Regions from separate parts of the Mus musculus genome. Here region 2 is linked to region 1. A link is a contact called in public Hi-C data. All regions are on one chromosome and are shown on one strand. Each heading gives the region's core, a stretch centred on a gene start, on an enhancer-like site or on the middle of the called end of the contact. The rest is flanking DNA. Distances are from core to core; before and after follow the strand shown.

Evidence for each region. A called contact is a pair of places that touch in the nucleus more often than the background predicts.
Region 2: a contact with region 1 is called in a Hi-C map of embryonic stem cells, with 8 times the contacts expected there. The contact joins the promoter of Cxcl17 here to the promoter of Ceacam10 in region 1. A contact is called at or near these places in 3 of 39 promoter capture datasets (cranial neural crest and embryonic stem cells), 6 of 484 Hi-C or Micro-C datasets (embryonic stem cells, nephron progenitors and reprogramming fibroblasts), 2 of 115 datasets of contacts at active chromatin or transcription factors (both in embryonic stem cells) and 1 of 9 other capture datasets (embryonic stem cells).

Annotation. Positions count from the first base shown.
Region 1 is chr7:24,773,648-24,780,454 of GRCm38.p6, reverse strand. Ceacam10 (carcinoembryonic antigen-related cell adhesion molecule 10) reads right to left here and starts at 3,251. Exons shown (of 4, transcript NM_007675.4): 1 at 3,116-3,251; 2 at 1,970-2,329. The coding sequence starts at 3,179.
Region 2 is chr7:25,411,405-25,417,482 of GRCm38.p6, reverse strand. It overlaps Cxcl17 (chemokine (C-X-C motif) ligand 17), which reads left to right and starts at 4,597. Exons shown (of 4, transcript NM_153576.2): 1 at 4,597-4,781. The coding sequence starts at 4,703. 4732471J01Rik (RIKEN cDNA 4732471J01 gene) reads right to left here. Exons shown (of 7, transcript NR_015569.3): 4 at 1-82.

The DNA of each region.
Region 1 (6,807 bases), core at 2,002-4,501:
TGTCACATTGGGAAGCATTATAGCCTTAATATTAATTCGGTTCTTCATATCTACTTTAAAGATTGACTTGCATACTCTGAAATTAAAAATCAAAAAGGGGGGGCTGGTGAGATGGCTCAGTGGGTAAGGGCACCCGACTGCTCTTCCGAAGGTCTGAAGTTCAAATCCCAGCAACCACATGGTGGCTCACAACCACCCGTAATGAGATCTGGTGCCCTCTTCTGGTGTATCTGAAGACAACTACAGTGTACTTACATATAGTAAATAAATAAATCTTAAAAAAAAAAAAAAAAATCAAAAAGGGGGTGTCAGGGACTCTTGCATTCAGCCTGGTGTAGCAGCCCTAAGAGGTTCCTAACCTAGGTTTTCAGGTTCGAGCCCATGGCTCCTGGGGCACCTCATGCCTTTCAGTTAGATGCCCCCCTCAGGCAGGGGAGATTTAAGCTATCTTTGTATCTCTGCATTCTCTAGAAGTCAGCAGAGCAAATAGAGTTTGGCAGAACAATTAGTCTCGGACATTATTCTTTGGGGACCCTGTCCAGCTCGAATACTGTCATTTTATCATGGCAACTACAATTGTGTTCTTCCTGGTAACCACCATTATATTCTCTTTCTGACAAGAGTATAAAAATGTCTGATTTCTTGCAATAATATTGACACAGTCTCAGTCTTGCTGTGACCCCCTCCTACAATACCTAATTTAATTCTCACTGACCCTGTCAGGAGACTCTGGCTCAGTAAGTAAGGGGCTTCCAGCTCATTCCTTCCCTCTTCCTCCATCACAGTAAGAGCTAATTATACACTCTTCCTCATGCTGGTTGCAGGCTCTTGTGGGAGAAAACAAAGCCTTCTCCTTCATCCTCTGCTAGGAAGGACACCAGCATACCTGGGACCCTGTGATTCCAAGTCTAGTGAAGAGAGTGTGGGCTGGTCAGGCCTGGCTTCTGTTGAGGAAAGCTGACTTCTGCTCAACACTTTCATTTCCTGGACCAGGCTTCCACTCAGGCTGTGCATGCCTGAAACCAACATCTCTGAACCCACTGCTCCTCTCCAATGCATGGATAGCTAATAAGGTCCCCAGGGTGTGGCTGAGGACAGACAAGCTAGTGCCACAGACACTCCGAGGCATATGGAGCCATGACTCAATAGCTATTTCCTACCCCCAGTTTTCCTATAACAGTGCACGTTGGTAAATGATCATTGCCATGCCTGCAAGTTAACCTTAAAAGGAGCAATGATCTGACCTTCCATAGACCAGAGTCTGTTACTATTTGCTGCAGGAAATAATCCCTGGGCCTGACACCCTGGAGAGCAAGGAGCTGCCATTTGTACACGGTTTTCTCCTATCATTTTAGGGCTCTTGTCCTTCCTGGAAAGTCTCACAGGAACATCACAACAGTTGGCTAGTTGTCTTTCATACCTCTCCATGTACACAGCGCACACTGGGTCTCAGGAGGAGATACCCAGGTGACCTACCTCAGACATGGCTCTAGTCTAGGCTGACTGTCAACAGCCTACCAGCCTACAATCAACCGTTGTCCCTGTCAGCTCTAACAAGAGGGCAAATCTCAACCCAGGCTAACAACTTCCCAGGGTTCCTGGAGTCCAGGCTGGGTCTGGAGCAGTTTCCTGGTGCTCACCTCTCCGTGAGATTCTCATGGTTTCCTCAGGCAGGCCCTGCTTGAGCCCTGAAGGGTCTTTCTCGAGGCCATGCTCAGGATAAGCAGCCTAAGTTACTGTGCAGAGTCTGACATCCTCACACTGAGTTACCTCACAATCTCTTTTCTGAAGGAGTGAGTCCAAGTGAGGCATCTCGGTTTATTGCTGTATTTCTCCCCTCTGTGTGCCCCGAACTAAATGTTCCCACCACAATGTAGGGGACATAGTTGAGTCATCAAGGCTTGTCAGTGCTGTGTGGGAAGCAGGATTAGCTCTACCCATGACCCCGAGGTTACAGAGAATTACTTACGGTGTACATGAAATCGCACAGAAATCGGAGTAATTTCAAAGTTTTGATCTAGCATATATAATGTGTAGACTCCCTCATCATTCTTGGTGACACTTTGGAAGAACAGGGATCCATTGCTATATATTGTCTCTCTGCCGCTGTGTGCAAGCCCCATTTTACTCCTATTAATGGATGTTACAAATCGTCCAATTTCATTGTGTCCAGCCCCACTGTTTCCCTTGTACCAGTAAAAGACTCGGAGCGTCTGCGGCAGATTGTGAACAAGTAGAAGAACATTGTTGTCTGCAGTAACGTTGGGCGGCACAGCCTCAACGGTGACTTGGGCAGTAGTGGCAGGGCTCCAGTAAGTTAAAAGTGAGGCTAAGAGGGAAGAGAGAAAGACCTATCAATGTTAGGACCTTTGCAAAACCTCTCAGCCTTGCTGTGAGTGCGTGTCCTATTGAGTGGCAGCCAGCCTCATCACCTCCATTCCTCAGCAACGCTGCATCTTTCCACTGTAGGAAACGCTCTTCTCAGGCATTCACACAGCTCACCGCTCACTGCCCTCAGACCCCAGCTCACACTCAGAGTCTTTGCTGGATGTAGGGCTATATTTTCTGACTTTCTATAAAGACCCTGTGCCTTTATTTTCTGGTCTTTCTCTGCTTTGTATTTTCTGAAGTGCTTGCCAACCTGACCCCACCTAGATATCCTTGCTGGTCTGTCTTTCTGCCCAGTAGAAGTAGGGCTTTGTGAGGTTTTGTGAGGCTAGGTGGATTTTGGCTTAGTCCCTGCTACCCGGAACACGCTCACATACCCGTGTACAAATCAGTGTCCCAGAGCCTAGTGTATTTGCAAATTTCTCAGTGTAGTATGGATGCTGTTTATTTGCCCCAGTTTGGTTTATACGTGGAGAGTCACCCTGACAGAGTTGTGGACTTCAGTCTTCAGGATATCCTAGCCAGCGCGATAAACTTAACAATAGGGAAGAACTGAGTTTCTCCTCACCATTTGCCAATTCACATTCACAAATACTCCGAGCTTCCTGTTGCCCTCAGGCTTCAAGCAGAAGCCAGATGTCCCTTCTCAGGTTCCTTTCCTCTCCCAGAAGACCCCAGCCAGTCTCTGAGCTCCCCTGCTCTCTACTGGGAAGGAATATCTCCTTACCTGTGAGCAGTAGTCCAACCCAGGGAACCTGCCCTTTGTGGAGATGTGCTGAGGCCAGCTCCATGTCTCTGCTGCCTGCCTGCTAGCTTCTTCTCCAACACTACTGCTAAGCCTGGCTGCCCAGGTATCTGCCCTGCTCTTCTTAGCAGAGTTGATTCTCCTCCCAGAGGAGGGCACCTCCCAGATTCACGTGGGCTGGGGGTGGAGCCTGTGAGTCTGACAATGCTGTTCTCCTGTCAGTGCGGGCCTCCCGTCCTTCTATTCCTCTTTCCAGTTCAGTGTTCTAGAACATACTCCGAGCAGCAAGGCTGAGGAGTGCCCTGTGCCCTGGCCTTGGGGCTGTCAACTGCAGCAGGAATTCCTGTACTTTCTATAGCCTAGAGTGACACAAACCCCCATGGGAGCCCTGTGTGCCCTGCTCTCAATGCTCACAGAGGTGGGGTTTACTCCAGGCAGGAAGTGGCAGAGTTATCTGGAGGGTTGGGAAAGGCCTAGCTGAGTGATGACTGGGTAGGACCTGATCCATCGTCACTGATGGCACCAGTCATGTGTCTGATCCTAGGATACAAGTTGTCTCAGGGGCTTCATATCCTGGGTGTGCAGGAGGACGTGACCTGTGTGTCCTGGAAAGAGGACTGTGTGCTCCATCTTCCTATGGAGGGCGCCAGGGAGACCTCCCCATCTTCCTGTGCTGGCCAAATGTGATTCAGGTCTGCCCGTGCCCTCCGTAACCTTCCCAGGATGGCTCTGTTCTCCTTGGTGAATGCCCTGGGATTTCCCATCTCTCCCATGGATGATGGAGGATGGAAGGGACCACATTGGTTGTTCTTGCAGAATGGAGTTCTCAGAGATACAGGAAAGAGCCAGGAGGACAGAGTATGGTTAGGTGAAGGAACTGGCTCCAGGTGTGTCAGAACTGGGATGGAAACCAGGCTGCAAGACATGTTCATCCCTCAGGAGTTTTTCTGTTGAGTATATGGTTCAGTGGCTCCCCTGGTGTTCACGAGGAGATCTGCAGCTCACATCTGGGCTGCCCTAAGGTTGGTAACCAGGCTCCCAGCTCCATGATGGAGCTAAGCAAGAAAGGCTCCAGATGTGGAGATCCTTTGAGGATCCATTCAGCTTTTTGCTAGAGACTATTATAGTCATGAAGTGAGACTGGCTGCCTTTTGATCTGCAGTTCCACGGTGACTAATGAGGTTGATCCCCCGTTCCCATGTGTCTAGTAACTTAGTTGGACATCTTGTTCCTGGGGCAGCAATATCCTAGAACTGTGCTTTCTCTAAAATTGTTTTATTCTGACTTCTAAATATTAAAGCAAAGCACTTTCACTCACCAACAATAGCATATTTTAGAATTGTAACAATAAGAAACACGGGCTGGAGAGATGGCTCAGTGGTTAAGAGCACCGACTACTCTTACAAAGGTCCTGAGTTCAAATCCCAGCAACCACATGGTGGCTCACAGCCATCCGTAATGAGATCTGACTCCCTCTTCTGGTGCACCTGAAGACAGCTACAGTGTACTTAGTATAATAATAAATAAATCTTTAAAAAACAAAACAAAAACAAAAAAACCACAAAAAGGAAGCTTCTTAGTGTGTGTAATTCCGGGTGTGTTAGTATTTGAGATGCAGTAGCAGTGAGTCAGCATTCCTTGGAATTTGTTTTATAAATTCATAATTATGACTATTTAAGCATACATCTCAGTGTCTTCACTCTCTATAGTTTTTATAGCTGAAATTCTTGTTTAAAGAACTATGGTCCCTAATTGGTGGTACTTACCAGAACTACACTGTACAGGAGCATTCAAAGGATGAAAGACAGAACTTCAGATCCAGGTCTCCCAGTAAGGCAGCGGCCCCGCATGGAGTCCCACGTGGACACTGCTTGCTAAGGACCTGTTTTACGTCAAAACCGGTTACATTCGAGAGAGCATCCAAAGGGCCCACACCAGGTACATCATATGTGTGAGCCCATGAGGGAGCACTTTGTCTCTTTACAATTACTGCACCATTGCCAGGTGGTGGTGCACACCTTTACCCCAGCACTCGGGAGGCAGAGGCAGAGGAATCTCTGAGTTCAGGCCAGCCTGGTCTACAGAGTGAGTTCCAGGACAGCCAGGGCTACACAGAGAAACCCTGTCTTGAAAACCAAACCAAACCAAACCAAACCAAACCAAACCAAACCAAACCAAACCAAACCCAACCCCTTTATGTTCTCCTTCCTAATGTTATATATGTAATTACATGTGTACATGCAGACATTAGAGCTAGGATCCACAAACAAGAAAGGACATATGGGGTTTTCTTCCTGAGATCAAATGATCTCACTTAACATGATATATTCTAAGTCTATCCACATCCCTGTAAAGTTTGTGATTCATCTTTCTGTAGAGACAAACACTACTTCACCGTGTGTGTGTGTGTGTGTGTGTGTGTGTGTGTGATAGACTTGCATTGTGTATTAATTTGTTGATGGAGCTCTAGGTTGGTTCCATTTCCTTGCTATAGAGGATGGAGCAACTATAATTATTGGGGTGCAGATATCTCAATGGTAGGGTACAGGGTTTCTGGGTAAATGTCCAGTGAAATAGCTGCATTATATGCTATTGCAAATTCTTTGAGGAATTCCACACAGCTTTGTATAATGGCTACAGAAATCTGCACACCCACCAGCAATGAATAAGTGTTCCTCTTTCTCCACATTCTCTTCAACATTTGTTATCAGCTAATTTGATTACAGCCATTCTAACTGGAGTGGGCTGGCGTCTCATAGTAGCTTTAATTTGCATTTCCCAAAATTAAGCATTGCTTTTTTTTCCTAAGCTGTACCAGTTACTTATGCCAAACACAAAAGCCATATCATATATACAATTCACAAGTGTGTTTTTCTGTTCTGTGGTTGTTATTTCAGTTTGTACTTTTAATTCATAAACTCACTGTCTCAGGGTTGCCATTGCTGTGCTGAAGCACCGTGATCAGAAGGGGGAGGGAAGAGCTTACTCAGCCTACACGTCCACATACCTGCTTATCACTGGAGGACATCTAGACAGCAACTCAGACAGAGCCAGTCTTGTAGGCAGGAGCTGCTGCAGAGGGCACGGAGGGGTGATGCTTACTGGCTTGTTCTCCATGGCTTGCTCAGTCTGCTTTCTTATAAAACCCAGGACCACCAGCCCAGGGATGGCCCCAACCACAATGGGCTGGACACTCCCACATCAATCACTAATTAAGACAACCCCCTACATGTGTCCTACAGCCAGATTTTGTGGAGGCATTTTCTCAATTGGGGCTCCATCCTCTCATATGACTGTAGCCTGTGTTAAGTTGATATAAATTTATCCACACTTACTAAGTAAATTTGACTAAAGCATAAAGGCCAATTCTCATTTGCAAACCAACATGTTCTTTTTAGTGCATTCTTCTAGGATTTAAAATCAAATTAAATTCTCATATTTGAAAATGTTTAAAAGTGTCCAGATCTCAGGACTCACAGGGAGGGACCTTTGATGAAATGCCGGACAGTAAGAAGAGGGAACTTATAGAGTCCACCTCCAGGAGGAAGATAGGACATCAAGTGAGGTATGGGTTTCCACCCCACAGTCACACCTCTGACCCATAATTGTTTCTGTCTGAAAGAATTACAGGGATGGAAATGGAGAGGAGCCTAAGGAAAAGAAGGTCCAGCAAC
Region 2 (6,078 bases), core at 3,348-5,847, 640 kb before region 1:
CATCCACAACCGTAGAGCGCTGACTGCATTGCACCTCGAGGCTTACGAAGTATATGCCATTCCTTGATTACACATCTGCCTCCTGAAAATAGACTGACTTTAGAACTTTATAGAAAGAAACCATATTAGCAGTATCAGACCAAGACCAAGCTATCAATTTGAGGACAGTGTTTACTACCTAACACAGCTCTCCAACATGCTAATGAACCAACAGAGAGAAAGAAATGACAAAAAAGAATTAAAAACTTCAGGAGGCAGAAGTGAAGTAGAAACTTAAGGGTTCTTTGGAAAGTCAGTTAGATGGTGTTTACTGGGGCAAACACGTGAAAGAACATTTCATTAATGCGGATACAGGTGAATGGCCAAGTCAAACTCATGAAGGAATGTTTCACTGAAGCAGACACAGGAGCGAGGATGTTCTGCTAAAGTAAGTGATGGAAGATTCCTTGCTAATGACACGCATGTATTGGTCTGCTTTACACTGCAGCTGAGCTGCACTGGGACTCCACAGAGAGAAACACACCAAAAAACTTCTGGTGGTACACTGCAGTTTCTTGCCACTTCCCAGACTCAGACTGTTTGGATGCCTGTGCTAAGGCAAAACACATGGAGGACACGTGATGTTTGGAGGGTAGAAGTCGGACCTCATGGAGTGACAGAAATGGAGCTTGGCTTGCTGGTACAGCGAGCTGTGCAAAGCTTGTGGGTCTCAAGTCTTCACTGATCTACACTTTCTTGAGAAAGGAAACTTCTCCTGGTGTTCCTGCTGGTCCCTCCTGCTGACTCCGACCCAAGACTGAGGCCTGGCTGTCTCTGTTAGGTCATGTCACCGCTGTTGCTAATCCAACCCTACCAAACTGGACTGCTGTTGTATCTGTCAGGTGTTTGCCAGTGGATCGAGCTGCCATTGCCTGCTAACCTGTGAACTGAACTGCTGATTTCCAGACAACACAGATGGAAGTTGCTCCAAAGAAACTTTCTAAACAAGTTAACTCCCCCACATTCTTTCTTTCCCACTACCTCTGGTGGGTTGGTGGGATATGAGGGAGGTTAAAGCATTTAAGAAACATCATTAAAAATAAAGTTTGAAAAAAATAAGGATACACAGAAGTGTTAGAAATTCAAGTCATCCTGAGCTCCAGATTAAGACTCGATTTTTAAAAATCATTTTATCCAAATCAAAACAACTCTGAGGTTCCACCTTACACCTATCAGAATGGCTAAGATCAAAAACTCAAGCGACAGCACGTGCTGGTAAGGATGTGGAGCAAGGGAAATACTTCTCCTTTGCTGGTGGGATTGCAAACTTATACAACCACTCTGGAAATCAATCTGGCAGTTTCTCAAAGTTTTTAAATAGTTCTACCTCAAGACCCAGCTATACCACTCCTGGACATTTACCCAAAAGATGCTCCACCACATCACAAGGACACTTACTCAGCTGTGTTCATGGCAGCTTTATTTGTAAAAGCCAGAAATTGGAAACGACCTAGCTGTCCCTCAACTGATGAATGGATAAAGAAAATGTGGTTCATTTACACAATGGAATACTATTCAGCTATTAAAAACAAGAACATCAAGAATTTTGCAGGCAAATAGATAGAACTAGAAAATATCATCCTAACTGAAATAACCCAGATCCAAAGGAACATGCATGGCATGAAGTAGATATTAGCCATAAAGTACAGAATACAACCACACTACAATCCACAGACCCAAAGAAGCCAAATAACAAGAAGGACCCAAGGGAAGATGCTTGAATCTTACTCAGAAGGGAAAATAAAAGACATTGGAGGTGGATGGATGGAGGGAGCTGGGTGGGAGAGGGAGTGGAGAGGGAAATGGAGTGGGAGATCAGGTGTAGGGAGAGCTGAGGAGAGAGAACAGCTGGCAGACAGGGGGTGGCTCTAGGATGTGACAGAGTCCTGGGATAGAGGGCCCCAAAGGAGTCTATGGGGGTGACTCTAGCTGAGACTCCTGGCAGTGGGAGATATGGAGCCTGAAGTGGCCACCTCCTGTAACCAGGCAGGACTCTCAGTGGAGGGATAAGGACACCAACCCACCCACTAAATCTTCCACCCAAAATGTGTCCTGTCTACAAGATGTGCAGTGATAAAAATGATGCAGAGACAGAGGGAATGGCCAACCAATGACTGGCCCAACTTGAGCCCATCCCATTGGCAAGAACCAATCTTTAACACTATTAAAATACTCTGCTATGCATGCAGACAGGAGCCTAATGTAGCTGTTCTCTGAAAGGCTCCATCCAGCAGCAGGTGGAAACAGATGCAGAGACCCACAGTCAAACATTAGACAGACCTTGGGGAGTCTTGTGGAAGATTTGGGGGAAGGATTGAGGGACCTGAAGGGTCTAGGAAGACCAACAGAGTCAACTAACCTGGGCCCTTGGAGGTTCCTAGAGACTGAAGCACCAACCAAAGAACAAGCATAGGTTGGACGTAGGCCCCCAGCACATACGTAGTAGATGTGCAGTTTGGTCTGTATGCAAGCCCTCCCCCAATAACTGAAGTGGGGGCTGACCCTGAATCTGTTGCCTGCCTGTGGATCTCACTCCCTTAACTGAACTATCTTGTCTGGTCTCAGTGGGAAAGGATGAGCCTAGTCCTGCAGTGACTTGATGTGCCAGGGTGAGGTGATACCCAGGAGAATCCTCCCCCTTCTCAGAGGAGAAGGGAAAGGGAGAGTGGGGGGAAGGGGCTGTGTGAGGGGGTCCTGGAGGATAGGGCTGCAATAAGATATAAAGTAAATAAATTAATAAATAATGAAAATTTTGTTTATCAATTCACTTCTTTTGAAGGAATAATTCATATATCCTCTCATTCCTGGAGGCTTCTAGAAAAGACTTCCTTATTCATTGTCCCTTTGGCTCCAACAAATGTCACCCAATATTTAAGTTCATCAATCCCTATTGCTTTGGCAGTCTTAAAGTCCCTCAAATAGACACCAAATTCAGTGCTGATGTTCCAAGATTGTTATAATTTAGATCTTCAGTGCTTCCCAAAGGCCCATGAGGTAAAGGCTGGGTAGCCAGTCTGTGGGAGATCAGAAGAACCTTTAGGAGACAGAGTTCAGTAGAAAACAGTTATGTCATGGTGGCGTATACACCCTTAAATGAACTATTAGGTTTATGGTTCTTGCTATCTTCTTTGCTTCCTAGATGCGAGAAGTGAGCAGTTTCCTCCACTATGCACTCTCTCCATGATGTATCTCAGCACAGGCTCAAAAATGACAGGGCAGACAGGCCATGAAATAACACCTCTAAGAGTGCAAGTTTCAGAAATAAACGCTCCCCTCCCTCGTGAGCTGGCTGGCACAATCGTCTTTAATGTTGACTGTGGGCATTATCAGCTTTCTCCTTTTGCCTTGAACCAAGAACTCCACCAACCTGGACCAACACAGTTCAAGAATCCCTTTTTGCCTATAGTTCATATATTCCTGGACCTGAAGCTCTGGTGATCTTACACACACATACACACACACACACACACACACACACACACACACACACACCGTGTCCTGTAAATTGGAGCAACTAAACCATAGCCAACTTCCTGATGAACAAGAGGAGGCTTTGTTTTCCCCACTGCTCCAGGAAAGAGTTTGGAGGCAAAGATAACTGACTCTGATTTTATTTGTGCATTGTTGCTGGTTTGTTTTTATTTGCTATTTATGGTGCTGAGAATCAAACCTGGAGCCTTGTGCATGCTAGTCAAGCATCTTATCTCTAAGCTACATCCCTAGCCCTTCGTTCTTCATTACAGTTATTTAAGGATGAGGGGAGTGTGCATGCACCAAATGACTATAGCAGTCAAAGGACAATGCACTGATTTCTCTACTTCCTGTGAACAGTGGGGATTGAAGTTAGATCATCAGCTCACTCGCCAGGCAGCCACTAGCCCTTCATTTTTGTTTTTCTTTCTTTGTTAAGAGAGAGAGAGAGAGAATTGAAGAGGAGAGGAAAGGAAGGGAGGGGAGGGGAGGGGAGGGGAGGGGAGGGGAGGGGAGGGGAGGGGAGGGGAGGGGAGGGGAGGGGAGGGGAGGGGAAACTCAAAGCCCTCTTCAGCCTCCAGTGCTGGCACACACCAGCACACCCAAAGTGAACGTCTTCTTAACTGAACTCTGCTTCCCTTGTGAGTGGCTAGGGAACTGGATGAATCTGTCAACAGTGCGAGGACAGGACAACTGTCCAGGCAGTAGCACTTCCATCTACTGTGCTGGCAATCACAAATGGGTGGAGAGAGGAAGCGCAGCTGTCAGCCTCTCTTTGTCAGCCTGCAGTGCCTCGGTTTTGCTCTAAACAGCCAAAAGGTACACGGAAATTCAAGTGAGAAAAAAGCTTAGAGAATGAAACCCCCCACAGTGGGGGAGGAGTCAAGCATACATACACACACACACACACACACACACACACACACACACATGCCAAGGTGTCAGTCATTTGTTCCTTTCTCTGGAGTGTGGTTTCTTTTGTTTGGCCAGTTTTACCTCCCACATTCCCGTAAAGACCTGGTCCAATCTGGTACTAAACTGACCAGCACCGCCTTCCTGCTCTTGATTTCCCAAGGGTGTTCTTGTGTAGGATTAAATTGTAGACACTACTCCACCTGAGCAGTTACAAGAAATCAGAAGCCTCTAACTGGTGACAATCCACACAGCCTTTAAGAACCAACAGACAGCCACAATGAAGCTTCTAGCCTCTCCCTTCCTTCTGTTGCTTCCAGTGATGCTCATGTCCATGGTCTTCAGCAGCCCGAACCCAGGTAAATACAATGAAATGATATTCTCTCTTCTCCTTCTCTCCCTCCCTTCCTCTTTATTTTGTCCGTCCTCCTCCCTTCTATTTTTCTCTCCCTTGAGACAGGCTCTTGATATGTAGTCAGGCTGACCGAAAACTTGGACTCTTCCGACCACAGTATCCTGGGTCCCAGTATTATAGGTGTGCCACCATGCCTGGCTCAAGATTAATTTCTACTTCACCAGAACCATGTGCACACCAAAGATTAATTTGATTTTGTGGGGAAGAAATGGGGTAGAAAACATGGCAAACCCAACAACAAGTGCATTAAAATACTCTTTTAGCAACAAGTTGGGGTAATTAAGTTAGTCTTTCTCAGTACCAGAATCCTCATTAGCAAAAAGAAAGGACCCTCTTTATCCCAAAGGACTCTGTAAACTTTAAGGCACATTCCCAACATGTCTGCAACTGTAGCTGGCAGCATACACACAAGTGTACACACAGCCCAGCCAAGATCCACTTCCCAGACCTTCCCAACCTCTCCTGGAAAAGTCACAGATTTTCTCAGGGCTCAACTGGGGGTGGGAGGCTTGTGGTGGAAGGCAAAGAAATGAGGAGTCCTATAACTTTAGAGTATGCCAAGTAAGCTCGTGATGATACAAACCAGGTCAGTCCTATTAGCAGGCAGTAGTCATGCAGACATTTTAGTCATCCCGGGCTTGGTTGAATGGTCTGTCCCTTTTGAAGCAGACTCGGTAGAGGTTCTGAATCTGTTCTAGTCTTCACCACAGCCAGTGTTTCCCAGCTCTTCACAGAGCCACCACACAGAAGCAAGATCATCTCTATCCATGTACCTTTCTCCTGTGGGTGAGGTACTCTGTGGCATACTCAGCATCATGTGATCCTAAATCCAGGATCACCTGCCTCTGGCAATGTCCAACTTCTTTCCTTTGTAGGGAAAGTTCTCTGAGTTCTTCAGTCCTGGGGCCCATAGTGGCCACTCTGGAAGGGAAGGCTTCTCTATCACTATATGGGCACCAGGGCTAGAGTCCTCCCCATGAACTCAAAGCTCTAGTCACAACACACCTTTCCAGTCCACTTTCTTTCATTCACAAAGATGCACTTATGCTCCAACCATACTAGGCTGCTGATCCCCAACAGGTCCTGTGTTTTCAAACCAGCTCAACTTTACTCACACATCTAATTCAAAGGCTAACACCTTTCCACTCCTCTGCTCTCCACGCTGACTATGCACAGCTCAGTCAGGACTCTTTGTACATCATGGTCTGTCTCACACTGGGGGCACCTCTTCTACCTCTCCT